Linked DNA regions of Sus scrofa: region 1 is linked to region 2. The links are chromatin contacts, called in public Hi-C maps. All regions are on one chromosome and are shown on one strand. Each heading gives the region's core, a stretch centred on a gene start, on an enhancer-like site or on the middle of the called end of the contact. The rest is flanking DNA. Distances are from core to core; before and after follow the strand shown.

Evidence for each region. A called contact is a pair of places that touch in the nucleus more often than the background predicts.
Region 1: a Hi-C map of retroperitoneal adipose tissue shows a contact between it and region 2, with 1.8 times the contacts expected there. The contact joins the promoter of NSUN5 here to the enhancer-like site in region 2. A contact is called at or near these places in 1 of 5 promoter capture datasets (liver), 20 of 47 Hi-C or Micro-C datasets (alveolar macrophages, blood, embryonic fibroblasts and 13 more) and 2 of 2 datasets of contacts at active chromatin or transcription factors (alveolar macrophages and skeletal muscle).

Annotation. Positions count from the first base shown.
Region 1 is chr3:10,640,519-10,644,196 of Sscrofa11.1, forward strand. NSUN5 (probable 28S rRNA (cytosine-C(5))-methyltransferase) reads right to left here and starts at 1,545. Exons shown (of 10, transcript XM_005661971.3): 1 at 1,407-1,545; 2 at 1,187-1,309; 3 at 55-229. The coding sequence starts at 1,499.
Region 2 is chr3:10,484,699-10,488,011 of Sscrofa11.1, forward strand. The region is part of intron 1 of HIP1 (huntingtin-interacting protein 1); the gene reads left to right. Among named protein-coding and RNA genes, the nearest start is that of HIP1, 70 kb to the left of the region's middle. Within about 2 kb of position 1,788, at least 31 of the 83 cell types and tissues checked have an H3K27ac peak or open chromatin away from gene starts, as enhancers often do. A contact at or near this core is called in alveolar macrophages, epiblast stem cells, fetal liver and 5 more, where this site is marked.

The sequences.
Region 1 (3,678 bases), core at 295-2,794, 160 kb after region 2:
CGCCGGTGAGGGCCTGATGGCTATCCCCCAGCCCCACAACTCCTTTCAGCTCACCTGGGTCAGACTTGGATCCCACCTCCAACAGGTCCTCGTTCCGGCTCACACCTCGACGAACCTTGAGCCGGGCCAACTCAGCCTTCAGCCTTGCCTGGTGCCGGTCCAGCAGGGGCTTCCATCGGCCCCCATGCCCTTTAAAGCCTCTTCCAAGTAACAGTTCGTACACTAGCACCTGGGGGTGAGGAAAGGAAGAGGTAAAACTTTGAGCGTGAATACCCTGGAACATCAAAATATGCTGGAACTGGATACGGCTAACCACCTGTCAAGGCAGTAACAGGTGCTGTGGAGAGGATGCCTGATAGACACCAGTAAGTCATGTCCGTATCATGGAGAAACTTGATTCTCAGGAAGAGAACCTCGCCTTGTTGTGAGAGGCACTGAAGAAACTTTGATGGAGGCTTTGAGATTATACGAATAGTGATTTGCAGAAAAAAGCTGGAGGAGATAGGATCAAAAGTCACTTAGAAACTTATTACAAACTTCCTGCTTAAGTGCCCCCAAAATAGTGGCTGAAAAAAAGAGATCTAAGGAAAAAAACATTGTAGAGTGACGTTTGACTTCATTACAGATTTATTCACAGGTATGATTTGGAGACCTCCGTGTACTGTAGACAGAAATACCCAATACAGAGAGTTCTTTGGGGATTTAGGAGTTAGGATTCGCAGCTGTGACCCTGCAGCCCAGGTTCAATCTCTGGTCTGGGGGTTCGGGGCGGGCGGAGACACTAACAGGTAAAAGATATCTTCCTCAAGATCACACAAGAAATAATGGCAGATACATGATTTCAACCTGGTACTTTGCTTCCCAGTCCTGAACCCTTTCCCCACGGCTTCTCTCCTCAGCAGGAGAGCTCTGCATCCCAACCCTCCTCCCTTGTCAACAGCATCGTGCACCCAAAGACAACAACCCCTGCCATCACTACTTTGCATCTGTACTTTGCATCTCCGTTCTTAATCTTTCACACAAGGCTCCAAGTTAAGTCTGTTCGCCTCACTTCAATTCATAACCCGGCGAGGGGCTGTGCCTCCTCTTTTCAGAGGAGAGACTTGCTAGAGTCACACTGTGGACGGTAGCCGAGCTAGGACCGGGTTAGGAGGGGCTCGCCCCGCCCGCCCCACCCCGCCATCACCTTGGCCAGGTGCGGCCGCAGCTTCTTCTCTGCGCGGAGGAGGCCGGCGCTGGCGATCACGGCGTCCAGCACAGCGGAGTAGCGTTGCGTCTCGCACACCAGCGCGTACAGCTGCTTCACATTCTGCGCGCGGCCAAAAGGACCCAGGTGAGGAGGGGGCCGGACCGGACTAGCCCCCCGCAGGGGCTCCCTCCCGGGCCGAAACCTCGAACCCCTCTACCTGGAAGCTGCTGGCGTACACTAGTCCCTTGAGGGAGCCCTGGCGGCTCTCCACGCCCGCCAGCACCGCCGCCGCCGCAGCGTACACAGCCATGCTCCGCGTTGCTGCCTGCGCGCGCCTTTACGGCTCTGTCGTGAAGCGCACCGCCCCGCCCGGCCGCACTTCCGGGGTCAAAGGGCACGGGCTTCCGGACCCGGATTCCCAGTGCCGATTTAAGTGTTCCCGAGGCTTGTACGGGTTCAAGCTCCTTCCCGGCGGAGACGGCCGACCTTAGGAGTCCGGTTCACCACGTCTTCATAGCTCTTCGCTTTTTTCTTTCAATCTTTGCCGATCTCATAGGCAAGAGATTCTGTTGTTTTAATTTCTGTGATTGAAGTTGAATATTTTCATGTTATTGGTTGTATTTCTTCTGTTATGGCATGTAAATGCCTTATTCACTCGTCTTTGGTCTTTCTCTTCGTGCCTTTTATGTATTAACAATATAAATTTCTTTTTTTTTGTGGTGCCTATAGCATGTGATAGTTCCTGGGCCAGGGATGGAACCCCCCACCACAGCTGTAACCAGAACCACAGCAGACAACAAGGATCCTTAACCTGCTGAGCCAGGAGGCAACTCCAGCAATATCTGTACTTCTTATCTTAGGTTTTGACGTTTTTCCAGTTTATCGTTGCTTTTTATTGTGGTTTATATTTGTTTGGGACAACATGGTGTTCAAATTGTTTAAATCTTTGCCTTTATGTAAAGGTCTGGCCTTTACTGTCAGACTTGAAAACCACTTCACATGTATACAATAGAGAAATCATTTATGGCTTCATCATTTCAGACTTAAATCCATTTAGAATTGGGTTTGGCACATGATGTGAGAAGGGCTCTCACTCTGTTTCCAAAAGGCTAGCCTTTCATGAATTCCTTGTGACAATTCATCTATAGGCCCATTTCCCCAGGCTGACACCCCCACCCCCAGAGGACAGGGACTGGGTACTATATGGGTCCTTAGCGCCCATGTAGTTACTGATACATAATGGGTTAATTGGGGAAAAGAAAAGCAAAAGAAATAAAAGAAAAGCCTTGTATATGTGTATCTCAAGCATTCAAGCAGGCAGGCCTCTGTGAACTAGAATATTCCAGCCTGTATATTCTCTGTATACTAATAACGTATAAGCAAGCGTTTTGCAGGAAGCTTGATTCTAGTCTACATTGAAATCACTTGAGTCACTTAAAGGTTTAACCCATTCCTGTGGCTCTAGGTTGGTTCATAAGTGACCTTCTAGTGGAACTCTCCTCCTTTCTCCCATCAAATCATCTATTTTTTTTTTTCCTTTTCTTTTCTTGTTTTAGGGCCACACTCACGGCATATGGAGGTTCCCAGGCTAGGGGTCAAATTGGAGCTACAGCTCCCAGCCTACACCACAGCCACAGTAACGCAGGATCTGAGCCGCATCTGCAACCTACACCACAGCTCACGGCCATGCCAGATCCCTAACCCACTGAACAAGGCCAGGGATCAAACCCACAACCTCATGGTTCCTAGTTGGATTTGTTTCTGCTGCCCCACAACAGGAACTCCTATTTTATTTTCTTCACAGCACCTGTCCCATATGTGGTTATGACTTACTCTCTTTCTCCCCAGCTGGCTCCAGGAGGGAAAATCCATGTCTGTTTTGACACTCATCTATCTTTACCTCCAAGTGCAGTGTCTTTTTCACAATAAGGACTTAGTATCTGTTGAGCGAAGGAATGACTGGATGAACAGACCACACACTGATGTGGTTCTGGACAACCAGCTGTGCTAGAGTTGACCCATCCTGAAACAGTCTCCCCTCCTTCCAGAGGGTGGGTAACAGGTACATCCACTTTTTATTCAGATTTCCTTAGTGTTTATCTGATGTCCTTTTCTGTCCCTGAATGTCACCCAGGACATCACATTACATTCAGTCATGTCTCCTTGGGCTCCTCTTGTCTGTGACAGTTTTTCAGACTTTCTTTGTTTTTGATGACCTTGGTGGTCTTAAGGACTCCTGGTCAGTAGTTTGTAGAAGGTCCCTCCATAAGGATTTGTCTGATGTTTTTCTCAGGATTAGCCTAGGGTTATGGGCTTGGGGAGAAAGCCATCTTCATTACCTCCTATCAAGGGCAATAGTACCAGTGCGACATCACCGGGACGGTTCACCTTGATCACCCGGCTGAAGGAGTGTCTCTCAAGTTGCTCTAGTGTAAAGCTACTCTTTTCCTTCTGTCCTCTCCAAAAAGAAGTCTCTATGTGTAGCCCAT
Region 2 (3,313 bases), core at 538-3,037:
CTCTTCAATCACGGTGCTCTCACATCCCTCTAGAAGGCAGGCAGAGAAACAACCCCTATGTCATAGACCGAGCACTCAGATTTGACGGGGAGAGGGCTCTCCTAGTCAGCCCAACAGTGGACAGGGACTTACCAGTGTGGCTTCCTCAGCCACTTGGTGTGGGGCAGAGGGTCAGGGCTGTGGATGGGTCCTGTCACCTGTTCATTAGAAAGGATTTTATGCTGGAGAGAGTGTGGAGTGGGTGGGAACCCTCCTCCAGTGTTGGTGGGAATGTAAATTGGTGCAGCCACTATGGAAAACAGTATGGAGATTCCTCAGAAAACTAAAAATAGAGTTACTATAGGATCCAGCAGTTCCACTCCTGGGCATATATCCAGACAAAACTATAATTCAAAAAGATACATGTTCATAGAAGCACTATTTACAGTAGCCAAGACATGGAAATAACCTGTCTGTCCATCGACAGATGAGTAGATAAAGATGTGGTACATATATACAATAGAATACTACTCAGCCATGAAAAAAGAATGAAATAATGTCATTTGCAGCAACATGGATGCAACTATAGATTACCATACTAAGTAAGTCAGAAAGATAGACAAATATGATATATATGGAATCTAAAATATGACACAAATGAACTTATCTACAAAACAGAAACAGACTCACAGACACGCAGAAGAGATTCTGGTTGCCAAGGGGGGCAGGGGGGTGGAGGAGGGAAGGGTTGGGAATTTGGGATGAACAGATGCAAACTAGCATACACGGAAGGCATAAAAACAAGATCATACTGTAGCACAGGGAACTCTACTCAGTATCGTGTGATAAACCATAATGGAAAAGAGTAATGTATAACAGTCGCTTTGCTGTGCAGGAGAAATTAACACAACATTGTAAATCAACTATAATAAAATTTTAAAAAATAATTTTTAAAAAAAGTATTGTAGAAGCTGGACGCCCAGGGGCAGCATGGGAAGCTCTTTGGGACTTGGGCTGCACTGTCCTTGGCGAGGTTTCTACTATGCCGGTTCCCTGCCAGGTGTGTGACCTGGGGCAGATCACTCCCCTTCTCTGGGCCTCAGTTTCCTTACTCTCTAAAGCAGGGTTGGTGTAAGTGGACTTAGGTTCGTGCTGACCTGTCTATGCGGAAAACCTTCGTGCTCACGGAAGATGTGAGGCAGCCTGTGTTGAAACCTCCAGCCTTTTACTGGAGGCTCTGCCCCAAAAGAGCATTTGCCAGGAGCCCTTTTCTGCCCCCAGCCGCATCCCCTTGCAGAGAGGAGTTTCCCGTTTCTATTGGGCAGACTAGGCATTGAGTCAGGGATTCTGGCTTGAGAGAAAGGAGCTTTATCCAGCTCAGAGCAGACATCATCTAGAAGCCAGTTTCTCGCATTGTAGGCAGGGCTGGCACTGGCTCACTTGCGGGGGGCCTCGGGGCCTTCTGGAGTTACCTGTACCACTTCCTTCTATTCCATTTGTTGGCAGACCCCAGACTCATCTGGGCGTCCCCTCCGGATTAGCCGCAGGAGGCTAACCGCTGGCTCTGAATTCCGCCTTTGTCCAGGGCAGCCAAGTGGGGAGGGGCCGCGCGGACCCCCTGCCCCCACTGGAATGTCGGCTCGCTGCGCCCCCAGCCCTCCCCCCTTTTCAGCCGCCTCCCCCGCTCACTTCCTGAGTCCCACCGATCCCACCACCAAAACGCACGCACACGCGCGCACACACACTCACACTGACACTTCCTGGCGGCCGGCGGCCTCGCTGCGGGCTCAGCGATCCCGGCCGCCGGGCCTCGGGGAGAAGCGACCTTTTGTTATTCAAATCACACCCTCGCCGCGCGCTCGGGCCGCGGGCTCTGGCCCCGGGAATCCGTCCATTGATCCCACCCCGCCCGGCGCCCCCGCATCGCCGCCACCGCCACCGCCACCACCGCCGCGGCGGCCCCGGCGCCTCCAGCTGCCTTCGGGATTCCCCGGCCCCCGGGGGCTCCGCAGCGCGGGGCCGCGCCTCCCCCGCCCCCGGTGCGCGCTGCGGCTCGGCGCTCGGCCCCCTCCCCCTCCCCGCCTCCCCTCCCCCTCCCCTTCCTTTCTCCGGACCAGCCTCGGTCCTGCCGCCGCCGCCGCCGCCTTCCCCGGTCCGCGGGGGCCCTGCTGGCCGCCCTCCCCGCAGCATGGCACCATCCGGGCTCAATTAGCCGGGAGCAGCGTTGGGGGCACGCGGGATCTCCAGGGGTGGGGGGTGCCCTGCAGCCTCGGTCATGGATGTGAGCAAGATGGTAAGTGAAGAGCAGGAGCTCAGCTCTGGAGCCTCCTGGGTCTGCGTCCCCGTCCCTTGCCCCCCTTCCCTCTCTCCCTCCCAGTCGGCCTGATCCATTGAAAGTTTCTGGACTGTTGATCTTGCCTGTTGGCCCCAACTCCAGGCGTGCTGGAAGAGGGAGCGGGGCCAGGATTCTGGAGGCGGCTGGCGGACACGGATGCGGCTCCGGGTTTCCCGCCGCGCTGCCGCCAGGGCTGCCCCGGAGAGCTCGCTAGACTCCAGGGAGAGAGGGCTGTTGCGCTCGCCTCCCACACTGGGAAACCAGCCGGGGGCGGGGGGGTGCTGCGGGACGGGGGCTCCTACTGTCTCCTCCAGAGCCCCTACTCACACACATATTTGAGATTTATGGGGAGATTTTTGGACAGAGCCAGTGGGGAGGGGGCACAGGTGGGTGGCCTGGGAGGGCAGTGAGAAGCCAGGGCTTTACCCATCCTAGAGAGTGAGGGGGCAGGGACGGAATCCTTGGCAAGGAATCCTTGGAGAGGTATTCTAGATTTACCCCTTGTAGACCCCAGCTGTCTTGGCCTGGGGAGCAGCGGACACCAGTGCCTATTAAGCCTCTGATTCCCTGGAATCTGATTCTCTGGAATCATCCGATTCCTCCCCAGGGCAGTCCTCCCTCCACTCCCCCGGGGGCACAGTAGGAGCTGAATACATTGTTGTCTTTGATTGATGGAGGAGCAGCTCCAGGGGGTGGGGGTGGAAGATTGCAGAATGTGATTTGGGGGCCTCTGAAGGGAGCGTTCTCTGGGAGCATTTGGAGACCTGGGGCAGGTTTGCTGAGGGGTCCCGATTGGCCCCCACTCTGAATGAAGATTTAAGGGTGTCCTTGAAATCGCTACCACCCTGACCCTGGCTTTAGAACCACATCTCAGCCTTATAAACTTTGAGGGCCACTGTGTCAAGCTGGAGAGGTACCCTGGGGTGGCCTGTACTTCATGGGGGCCCCAGGGCTTCAGAGGAAAGGACCTGGGTTGCAGAGTGTCTGGGGAGAGAGGGG